2 separate regions of the Mus musculus genome follow, and region 2 is linked to region 1. Evidence: chromatin contacts called from public HiChIP or PLAC-seq data. All regions are on one chromosome and are shown on one strand. The core of a region is the stretch at or near the end of the contact, and the rest is flanking DNA. Distances in the headings are between cores, read along the strand shown. Region 1 overlaps Thsd4 (thrombospondin, type I, domain containing 4). Region 2 overlaps Thsd4 (thrombospondin, type I, domain containing 4).

Region 1 (5,667 bases), core at 2,025-4,524:
AAGGTCTAGATCTTAGCGCTTGCCCATTTGTCAGAACCTTGTCAGAGGAGCAGTTTGTAATGTTAAGTTAGCTGGTGATTTTTCTCGGATCCTGGTCCATGTGGTACACAGGGAGGGAGAATGGTTAGCAATTGGGATTGTTCCATCAGAAATACGACATCCTCTCATCATAAATATGTTGGATACCCAGACAGGGCTCTCTTTCCTTTTTGGGGCCCTCTGAGTTTTAGATAATTATGCTTGGCTACATCTGTCCAAAACTGAAGCAGAACATCAGTCTGTGGCTACAGAGTCAAGGTAGTATGTACGTGAACTCCAGAAAATCATCATTATAAAGGTTTCCTGGCGGTGGCTGCACATAGTATGCATGTACTTGTACATGTTCCTCTGTGTGTGTGTGTGTATGTATGTGCATATGTGGTATATGTATGTGTGTGACTGTGTATGTATCTGTGTGTGTGTGTGTATGTGTGTATGCATTTCCAGTCTCACAGTTTATTTACATTTTTCATTAACACTGAAAATATCTGTTGGTGGGAACATTTGCTGAAGTAAAAGATTAGTAAATAAATCCTTTGTATCTGTTACTTTTCTGTGACTGTAATAAAATACTTTGACCAAGGCAACCTACAGAAGAAAGAGCTTATTCGGGCTTATGTTTCCAGAGGAAATGTCTGTAATGCTGGACAAGAGAGTGGGGGTGGGGAGTAAGGGGGACTGGAAGTGAGGCAAGGCTATAAACTCCCAAAGCTGACCCTTGTGACATACTTCCTTCATCAAGGCCACACTTCTTAGGCTCTCCCCGTTCTGCCCCCAAATACTGACCAGGTAGGGATCATGCCTAAGCCATTGGGAGATATTTCTCTTTTGAACCACCACATCCTTCATTAAGATTGTATTTGTCAACTCGTCATGGTGGAACACACCTGTAGTCCTTTCATTCAGGATTGGAAAGATAGTGAGTTTGGGTCAGATGGGGCTACACAGGGAGAGCCTGTCTCATAGAACAAATATAGGGGTGGCAGGATGGCTCCATGGGTAAGGATGCTTGTTGCCAAGTGTGATGACCAGAGTTCAATCCCCAGAAGCCACAGGGTAGAAAGAAAGAACCGACTCCTGGAAGTGATGTTCTGATCTCTGCACAGATGTAGCTCAGGCACCCAGACAAACAAATATAAATAAATACATAAATGTAACTTAAAAACAAAATAAACAGGTTGTATCTGTTAGTAGGTAACGGTTGATCTGCTGGAGACCCTTCAGACCATAGCGGACGCTCATAAGCAGAGAGATTGAAACAATGTCTCTGTTCAGGTCCATTGACAAAATAAAAATTGCAGGTGGCTGTTTGCAAGACCATGAAGACAAAGGAAGTTGAATCATGAGCCCCTAAGCAGGGTTCCCAAGGTTTGGCTACCAAGCAGTCGGAGCCCAGGAGCACGGCCAGAACTGTACTTGAGAAGTATGCCACAGCACTGACCTGTCTACTCTTCTTCCAGGCACATTTCAACTCAGCTGTGCTTCCATGATAATTATCAAAGAAAAGAAAAAGCAGACAACTTAGAACTGGCAACAACCTAACAATCTACTACCTTCTGGCCAGGGAAAGCTCCATAGAGTTAAAAATCAGCTACTGGCTGCTGCTTTGGGATCAAGACCCATAGTTCCATCATATGCATTTGTTTTAAAACTCCGGCAGGTGGGCAGGTGGGCGGGCAGGCAGGTGGGCAGGCAGGTAGGTGGGCAGACAGGCAGATGGGCAGGCAAGTGGGCAGGTGGGTGGGTGGGCAGGCAGAGTTTCCATCACATTCAGGAGCATTTGGTTTCAAGACAAAAGAAAGAAGTTTATTTGTGTCCAGAGCCTGTGTTTTTACAAGCACAATTAATCCACTTGTCTCATAGACAAGTCTTTGAGATAATCAGTACTCATTCTGACAGATAAGAAAGGTGCCGTTTACAGCCAGAACTTGTCTAGTGGCACAAGCTCAATTAGTGGCAGAACTCAGATTCAGACCCGAGTAAGAGCCAGGCAGAAATCATTGTACTACCTAAATATCCCACTGCGGCCGGCATGTATGGATTTGTGTTGAAAGCCAGAGGTTGCTGTTAGATGTGGCCTTCATCTGCTCTCCATCTTACATTCTTGCATGGGTACCTGGCTTTTACATGGATGCTGAAGACCATCCAGAGGGCCTTGTGTTCATTTAACCGTCTTACTAACTGAGCCCATTCCACAGTCCCCTCCTTCCTTTCTACCTCATTTCTGCAGGTCTCTGGCAGGTTGTTCTTCCAGGGCTAACCAGCACCTTCTAGTACCTTCCATGTTATACATCTTTGAAGACATTGACAGTTTGAAGAGCCTCTTGGGCCCCAAAGGCCTTGGCTGTGGAATCAGAGCGCTGGCAGCAGTTCAGTTTGCAAAGGGGCGGCAGGTCTCAGTTAGCCTGGGAGGGAGGCTACACCTCAGTTAACTCGGTGGCCACCATCCAAATTGTCCCACGGTCAAGAAGTGGGCTGCTTCTCATGCCTCTTCCACACCCTGCTTTTGTTTCCCCTCTTTGTCTGTGCCTGTCTTTTCTTCTCGACTGCTGCAAAATACTGTTTCAGCCTGAGGTTTCAATTAGGTTCGGGCATGATGTGTCCATGCCACGCTTTGTGTGGCCCGAAGAGACCATCCTTCCCTGGGCTTCCTCAGAGGGAGCCGCGCTGCCTGCAGAATTTCCTTTTCAAGCTGCCACAGGGCACCTCCTTTCTCATTTCTCCAAAGCCTTGTTTGTCTTTGGGGAAAGAGATGCTGGCCTGTGATTGTGACTGGGGGGCTGGGAGGGGCGAGGATTGACATCTTTTAAAGAAAGCCAAGCTCAGTGGGGGGATTATGTCTCCCCAGCATTCATCCCCATGAATGTGGAGCTTGAATGTCAGGGGCTACATTTGTTTGGTAGGTAGTGGTGAAGGGAGCTGCCCCCAGCCTTTTTTTTTAAGCCTGCTTTTGGCTTTTGATTTGGATGGAACGTGTTCTGCCTATAGAGAAGGCCTCAAAACCAAACCAAACCAAAACCCCCAAAACAAATAACTGGGGCCTGAAGTGGTCAGTGTTTCCAACCCTACTATAGAAAAGACTGTCTTTCACATTTGCCCTGTACACGCAAAGGACCAAGCCCGCAGACGCACGCCTCATTCCCAGGCTCCTGTAGACGTCTGTGGAAGACCTGCGGTTGGCAGTGGAAAGGCTGCTTTCAGGCGTCCTTTGTGTCTGCCCGCTGTGTGCATGAGCTGTCTGGCTTGCTCCAATTGTTTTGAAAGCTCCTGGACATCTGAGATTGGGTCTATTCAGCTCCCTCAGTATAGAGACATGTAAATGAGTTTGTTAATTCAGCTGAGCAACTGATTAAGCTGTTTGTTTGTTTGTTTGCTTGTTTTGTTTTTAACTTGTTGCTTACCTAGGCACAGCAGGGAGGCATGAAAGAGTCCCCGAGGTCTCTGTCTGTGCCTGTAAAAGCCCTACACACCTTGCTGAGCCTTTTCTTGTATACAGGACAATGGTCAGACTGGCTGAGATTTTAGTATTTGTGCTGCCAGAGGAAGCACTAGGGTGGCTGAGATTTGTTTTCTTGTTTTAGACAGGGTCTCACCTTGTACACCAGGCTGGCTTTGAACTCACAGAGTCTGCCTGCCCCTGACTCCTGGGATTAAAGCTGGGTGTCGCCATCCCAACCTGAGTATTTTCTTTAATTATGTACATGTATGTGGCCGTGTGTGACTATATGTATCTGAGTGCATGTTTCCTTGGAAACCAAAGTGTCAGATCCCTCTGGAGCTGGAGTTCCAGGTAGCTGTCAACTGCTTGCCATGGCTGCTGGGGACTAAATGTTGGTCTTCTGCAAGAGCAGCTTGTGCTCTTAATTGTTGTACCATCTTTCTAGCCTCCCAGCTGAGTGCTTAAGGACTCTTCTTGCTCCGAGTCAGGGATGGTGATCAGTGAGATGGAAAGATACCAAGCAAGCTAAAAGGTAGGACGTTTATAATTAAGAAGACATGTCAGGCTGGGGAGGTATCTCAGTCATTAAAGCAATTGCTCTGCAAGCCTGGGTTTGGAGTTCCCAGAACCATGTAGATGCCAAGTAGATGTGGTAGCCTGCCCATAGTTCTAGCCTCTGGAGGCAAAAACAGGGCAACACCAGAACAAGCTAGCTAATAAGAATAGCCATAGTAGGAAGCTCTTGACACCTATGGTTTGTTCATATTACTGTAAATGGCTTTGGCTTAATACCAACACACCCCAGAAGAGACAGATCTATGCACACACATGAATGTATACATGTATATATAAGCACAAAATACACATATTTGGACACAACTCATAAACCCATTCATCTACACTGTATATACATACAATATATAACATGCATGCACACACATATGTACATGTATACATATGGATTTTACTAAGTTGATCAATATCTGGAAGTGACGTATTCCCATGGGCCTCACTTGAAGTGCTACCATTTCCTCTGCCTGAGGGTCTCTGGCTTCTGAGGCTTTTTCACAGAACATTTTGTACCAGAGTTCACTTCCTTCTTACAGCCTCTGACAGCCTTAGTCAGGCCCCCTAACGAGAACCCTCTGCCACACGGTCTTTCAGGAGGGTGTGCGCCTGCCATAGTTCTCATATATTATCCACTCAGATGGACATATGTTTCCCCCAAGCCATAAGAAACTCGTTAGGAGCTCCTGCTTCTGCTGGAGCTGTCAGGCTGCCTCCCTGACAGTGGGCCAAGCTGGCTTTCTCCTGACAGGCTCCTTCAGACTTCCAGCTCTTGTTAAGTAGAACACTTAAAGATGTAACCCCTCCCCCCAGTCACCCAGCTTGAAGAGCATGAACGGCATGTTTTCTTTCTCCCATAATGACATTTGTTTTTAGTCATTTTTTTCCAGCATTGGATTTGCTGTGACATGAGAGGAAAGGGACACATTTTAGAAGGCTGGCTGACTCGACCAACGTTGGCTTAACCGACTCCCATGAGACTGTGTGTCCAGGAACTTGCTACAAACAGGAAGCCATTGCCGTTTCCAGGGCTCTCTAGAACAGTGTGTGGAAGGCAAGCCTTGGTAGCCCCAAGACTCAAGAGAACCTTCTCCACTCTCTCTATACACACACTGATCATGCGTGGCCTGGGCTGCTGGCCTCCTTCTGCAGCTTGTTGGCTGTCAGCCAGGCTCACTGGCCTTCTTCAGACATGGAGAAGGTTTCTCCATCACTTTAGTGGGTCAGGTCCCTAGCCTCTGGGCACATCTCTGTAGTGTAGGTGTAATCTTAGAGTTATTGGAAAGAGCACATGCTAAGGGCTTGGTCTGTTTGTGGAAGTATTGAAATGTGCTGTGAACTTTAGGAAGTGGGGCCTAGTGGGAGGTCCTTTGATGGAGGGAGTGGGTCCTCAAGGGAACTGTAGAGCCCCCCTTTATCCTCTCTCATTTTCTCTCTCCTTCTCTTCCTTTCTCTCTCCTCTTTTCTATCTCTAACCCTCTCCCTCATTCCTCTCCCTTTTTCTTTTTTTTCCCCATTCTCCCCATCCCTTCTCTCCCTGCCCCCTTTCTCTCCACCCCCTTTTCCCCTTACCCCCTGTCTTGGTTGTTTTAGTTTATTTCCAACTTGACACGAGCTAGAGT
Region 2 (5,667 bases), core at 2,153-4,652, 190 kb before region 1:
GGGATTCCTGATTGAGCCCCGTATCCCATGCAAGGAATCTTTGCAAAGGCTCATCCCACGCATCAAACAGGGAAGGTCAAGGGCTGTATTGAAATATTTGCTAATAGGCAAGGCGCTCCCTTCCTCCAACCTTTCTCTTCCACTGAAGCCTTTCCAGAGAAGAGGGCAAAAGCTGAGAGAGTTAAGTGGCCTTCCCTGTGCAGCCCCAATTACCCCTTGTGTCTTTCTCTGTGGACCTGCCTGTTAGGTGCCCCCTACCAGGGTGATCGGACCTGATTGACCTGCCCTTTGTCCTTCCCCTGGAGCTAAAGACAGTGCTGGCAAAGCAGCATGTTGGGATGGAAGGGGCCCTGGCGATCAGATGCTATAGCTTGCCAAGCGCTGGACCAGTTTAGTCTCTCCCAGATGTGTACGTCCAATGACAGTGACTGTGGCCATGGAATTAGAGACAGATGCTTAGCTGGCCATGGGTAGATATTAAATTGTTTTAAGCTATGCAAACTGGGTTTCTCATGCAAAGCTTGCTTCAACCTTACGTCAGCCTTCACATTTGCATCTCTATAGAGAATGAAATGAAAGCAGCCTGTAGCTTGCTCATTTCTATTCGTAACCGCGAGCCATGAGCTGTGGTTATTCTGGCCGTCCTTTACCCTGCACACTGCAGGCCAGATGATCCTTCCTAAACTTTCAAGGGGTTTTAGAAGCTTTTTTTTTTGCCTGCTCCTTTGTCAACTCATGTTCATAAGGTCCAAGGGCTAAAAGGGTTCGATATCATTAGAGAGTTAGGCTCATTGGAAGGCATCTAGACATTTGGGGCAGTGGTAGTTTATGCCTGTGGGCCTGATGTGATCATTAATAACACCCCCGTTCCTCTTAAAAGGGTCCTAGTTTGATGGTGAATTACAGTTACCCTGCTTATGCATGCCAAGTGCTTCTGTGTTAGAAGGGGTGGGCAGACAGTTTGTCATGGGTAATTTAAAGTGAGTTAAGACCCGAGGCTGAGGGTATAGGTGTTTAGACAGGGAAGGACCTTTTTGGGCCTGGGATAGACTGGGGAAGGCCAGGCAGACCTTGGGTGATTCAGAAGCTGGAGATGGCTCAAAGGAAAGGGTGAGGGTGGGAGCATGGGGGAAGGGTGGGAGCAGAGGGAGAGTGTTGAGCACCTCAGAAAGTTCCTCCAGGGAGCCTAGAGTCTGCTGGAGAGGTGGGAAGGGCAGACCTGGGGGATGGGAGGGTACTGGGGGACACATCCTTGACTTAAAGGCCAAAAAGACCAGTAGGGCTCCTGGCCTGGAAAAGCAAAGGTTGAAAGGAAGATTCTGGGAGTGCGGAGATGACTCGGTGGTTGAATTGCCTCCTGCGTGAAGACTGGAGTGCAGATCTTTGAGCCCAAGTGAAATCCAGGTAGGGCAGTGGTCTTACACGCGTTCTCGCGACCGGCCAGGAAGAACACAACAAACCGGAATCTTCTGCGGCAAAAGCTTTATTGCTTACATCTTCAGGAGCATGAGAGCAAGAGCAAGAGAGCAAGAGAGAGAATGGCGAAACCCCGTCCCTTTTTAAGGAGAATTATCCTCCGCCTAGGACGTGTCGCTCCCTGATTGGCTGCAGCCCATCGGCTGAGTTGCCGTCACGGGGAAGGCAGAGCACATGGAGTGGAGAACTACCCTTGGCACATGCGCAGATTATTTGTTTACCACTTAGAACACAGGATGTCAGCGCCATCTTGCAATGGCGAATGTGAGGGCGGCTCCCCACACAGTGGTCACCCGCAGTCTCAGCTCTCTGGAGGCAATGGAGGCTGGCTAGCTAGAGCAAGTAGAATCAGTGAGCTTCGGGTTCAGTGAGATACTGTGCCTAAGTATATATGGTGGGAAGACATTCATGAAGGCAGCCTCTGCCTTCTTCAGGCATACATGAGCGTGTAAACCCTTCTCCTGATCTCTCTCTCTCTCTCTCTCTCTCTCTCTCTCTCTCTCTCTCTCTCTCTCTCTCTCTCACACACACACACACACACACACACACACACACACACACCACAGCAAAGAAAAGAATAAAGAAAAGGAAGTTCACTATCCTTGCCTTGATGGTCACTCAGCCATCTGCCAATGGCAGGCAGATTTTAGCGCATGGAGACTACCTCTGCCTATTCTCCACTATGTACCCACTGCCTGCCCCTCTCCCACGTTCCATGCCATTAAGCAGGGCAATTAAAGATTTTTACACACGGCTGCACGTGACAAATGGATGTTCCGGTCTCTTGATTTCTGCTGAGCAGAAGCTTCCAGCCAAGAGTCGACACGAGCCTGCTGCTTCAGCGTGGGTCGGGACGATTATTTCAACAAGATTTTTGACAAGGAAATAAAACTCAAAAGTCATTTCCAGGAGCCTGTGGTGAAGTCGGAACATATGCGGTTCTCTGGGGGCTGTCAGGGAAAGACTCTGCAGGGTGTTTATCTGTGTTCTGGGCGGGTGACCACTGTATATTTGGGTGGGCGATATCTGCTGAGCTGTCTGGATCAGAGCAAGAGCTCCATGTCCCTGCTTCCTGTCTCCTCCCTCCTTGCTTCCTCCCTTCCCTTTCCCTCTCTATTCTCTTCCTGTCCATCCTCTCTCTTCCACCTCCTTCCTTCTATCTCTTTCCTGTTCTCCTCTCCTCCCCCTCCCTTTCTTTCAGTTCTTTCCTCCTTCTCTCTTCTCCTCCCTCCCTCCTTTCTCTCTTTCTGTAGCTCTCTCTCTCCTCTGTTTCCCTTATCTCTCCCTCTCCTTCTTTTCCTATGATCTTTCTCCTTTCCCTTTTTGCATTTAATTTAGCTTCTGAGACAGGGTCCCACGGTGCATTCCAAGCCAGCCTGGAACTCACTGTGCTGTTGCTTCTGACTGCTCAGTGCTGAGGTTACAAGTGTGCACCAACCTGCCCAGTGCTTTATTACTTTCTAGTAAGGTCTGTCCATGCCAACTCTAGGGTCCCACTGTAAGCAAGATGATGTCATTTTTCTGCCTTCACAGCAGTACGGTCCTTAGGGTCAGAGCACTCTTCTTTTACAGAGGAAGAACTAAGCTTCAGAGCGAGCGGTTAGGGACTAGTTGTATGTTTTGTTGAGCCCATTTCTGGGGTGGTTGTCATCAAGCAGGGGTCCCTAGGGATGCTGCTGGCAGAGCAATGTGAGCTCCTTGCTCCCTAGCCTGCTGGGTGGATCCCGTCTATCCGCTGGGTGATCGCTGCTAAGCAGTGCAGGCGCTTGGACTCTGCGCTCAAAGTCCCTGTTTGGGTGAGCTCTGGTGGAGCCTGGCATCTCCAAGATTCTTGATTTTTGTCTTAAGGCTCCGAGAGTAATCATTCTTAAAAGCGTCACGGGTTGAAGCTCTCCCTGGAGACGAGAGCTCCCGGAACCCCCAAAATGGATCTGAAAGTCTCATTTCGTGGAGTGTGGTGCTGATGGCTGCTGTGACTATTCCAAGCTGCTTCCCTGGGGGATGCTGGAGCTTATCCAAGCCAGCAGCTGCTGGACGGTGGGCTCCTGGGCTTCCAGTCTCAGCAGGCTTCAGGCTGCTTAGTGGAGGCTATGATAGGATTAGAGATGCTAGCTGGAGTAGCATAATCAGACCCCAGCCATCCCTCCCTCTCTCCCTCCCTCCCAGTGCGGGGTAGAGACCGCTCATCAGTTGATCCTGGTACTTATTTAGCTGTGCCCTGGCTCGGGGGCCCTTCCCTTTCCCTGTAGCACAGCCCTCATCAACACCACCCACTAGTGTTTGGGTTTTGTGTTTGCCAAATTTAGACAGATCTAGGAGCCTATCTCAAATCAAAGCTCTGAAATATCTGTGAAACTCATACTACAACTTCACTGGGAAGTTCTTGGTCTTGGTTGTGGGTTAGAATCATTTAGGGGGATAAAGCAATAACAACAATGACAACAACAATGACAACTTACCTACCTGTGGGGTCATTTGTAGGTACATTGGATGCCAGTGTCTGGAAGTAGAGTTATAGCTAGGCAGCCTGAAGTATATCGTGCATGATTCTAAGGTACAAATAGGACTGGGAACATGGGTCAGAGGCATCTGCCTAGGGCACGTGCAGCTCAACTGCCAACTCCTTATACTCCCCGCTGAAGATCCTGTTGCTCAGCAACCTCTCCCTGCATCCTTTCCCATCAGGCAGGGCAGAAGGGAACCCAAAAGCCATGTGCTTACCTACTTTTGCCTCAAATGCCTCCGAGAGGAGGAAGCCGGAATAGGTGGCAGCCGCCAGTTTCAGAACTGTCAGAAGGAAGCCACCAGCTTGGAGCAGAGCCTAAAAGCACTGAATGCTAGCAATAGCAGCTGCCTTTTATCTACAGCTAACCTCCTGGAGTTTCCCAAGTCTGGGAGATGAGCCTGCATCCCACCCTGCTGATTTGCAGATCCACTCTTTCAGGGCTACTTCTCAGGCTTCATGAGAACGATCCTTTTTGGAAATCACTGGTTCCCTCTTCAGCAGCACTTAGCTTTGGACATAGAACTCAGCTCTACATCTCTGAAATGACCTGTCCTCTTTATATTTCTTCTGTTTCCCTTCCTTGTATTGTTGCTGCCTCCTGCCTGGGCATGAAAGCTTTCCTCAGTATCCTCAGCACGCCATCCTTCCTCAGGATGGGTCCCTTCCCTGGATCTGTGGTGCTGGCCTGATTTGCTTCATGAGTTTCAATCCCTTCATAGCAGCTAAGAACAGAACTTTGTTTTGTGTTTACCAAATTGACCCTATCTCTTTACTATTGTGTTAGTGTGTGTGAGTGCATGTGAGTGTGTATGTGGATGTGTATAGAATGTATGTGTGTGAGTGTGTATGTGTGAGTATATGTGAGTGTGTGTGAGTGTACGTGAGTGTATGTGTATGTGAGTGTGTGTGAGTGTACGTGAGTGTATGTGTATGTGAGTGTATGTTTATGAAAGTCTGTGTGGGATTGGACTCTAGGGCCTCACACATGCTAGGCGAGGGTTCTGTCACTGAGTTACAGTCCCGGCCCACCTTCCTTATTTTTATTTCAGCATGAATATCTCTTTTAATCTCCCAGGTATGGGATCCCAGCTGTGTTGAGCCCCGTTTTCTTGCCAATGGAAATGTCTGCTCCATGTCTCCTCCCACTTTCCTCTTACTCCTGCCATCTTTGTTGCCTTCTTGTTGGGTCACCGTGACAACCTTCTAGCAGCCCTTAACTCCCAGACTCATATCCCTTGTCTACATTTCTTTCAAGAATCCTGCGTATAGTATGGGTTTCCTCTCCCTGGCTACAGATGTCTATTGAGCACCTCTTATGTTCCAGGCTCAATGCTAAGTAATGTTTATGAAGGTAGCCTCACACCATCCTTATGTATGAATCAGTAGAACCCTTCCTCCTCCTCCTCTTCTTCTTCCTCCTCTTTCTCTTCCTCATCTCTATTTTGCCTTGAGGAGACGCATCGGAGGTGGTCAGGAACATTATAAATGGTGGTACAACCATTCCAGTTGACTCTAAGCTCCGAGTCCTTAATTATATGCATCGTCCTCAACTGCTTGTCCAAGCCCCGTGGCTCTAGTACACATGAAGACCAAGGACATGGACTTTTCCAGGCCTGTCCTAGCCCAGTTATACAATCTCATTTCCTTGCATCCTCCTATGGAGGAGTCGATGTATAGGCTCGTTC

The links. HiChIP or PLAC-seq counts read pairs in DNA pulled down with a chosen protein or histone mark.
Region 2: an H3K4me3 HiChIP or PLAC-seq map of embryonic basal ganglia shows a contact between it and region 1, with 2.3 times the contacts expected there. The contact joins two enhancer-like sites. A contact is called at or near these places in 1 of 484 Hi-C or Micro-C datasets (cerebellar granule neurons), 2 of 115 datasets of contacts at active chromatin or transcription factors (astrocytes and embryonic basal ganglia) and 1 of 9 other capture datasets (embryonic stem cells).

Annotation. Positions count from the first base shown.
Region 1 is chr9:60,264,233-60,269,899 of GRCm38.p6, reverse strand. The region is part of intron 6 of Thsd4 (thrombospondin, type I, domain containing 4); the gene reads left to right. Among named protein-coding and RNA genes, the nearest start is that of 2010001M07Rik, 67 kb to the left of the region's middle. Within about 2 kb of position 3,274, at least 24 of the 459 cell types and tissues checked have an H3K27ac peak or open chromatin away from gene starts, as enhancers often do. A contact at or near this core is called in embryonic basal ganglia, where this site is marked.
Region 2 is chr9:60,455,411-60,461,077 of GRCm38.p6, reverse strand. All of the region lies in intron 3 of Thsd4 (thrombospondin, type I, domain containing 4), which reads left to right. Among named protein-coding and RNA genes, the nearest start is that of Thsd4, 53 kb to the left of the region's middle. Within about 2 kb of position 3,402, at least 59 of the 459 cell types and tissues checked have an H3K27ac peak or open chromatin away from gene starts, as enhancers often do. A contact at or near this core is called in embryonic basal ganglia, where this site is marked.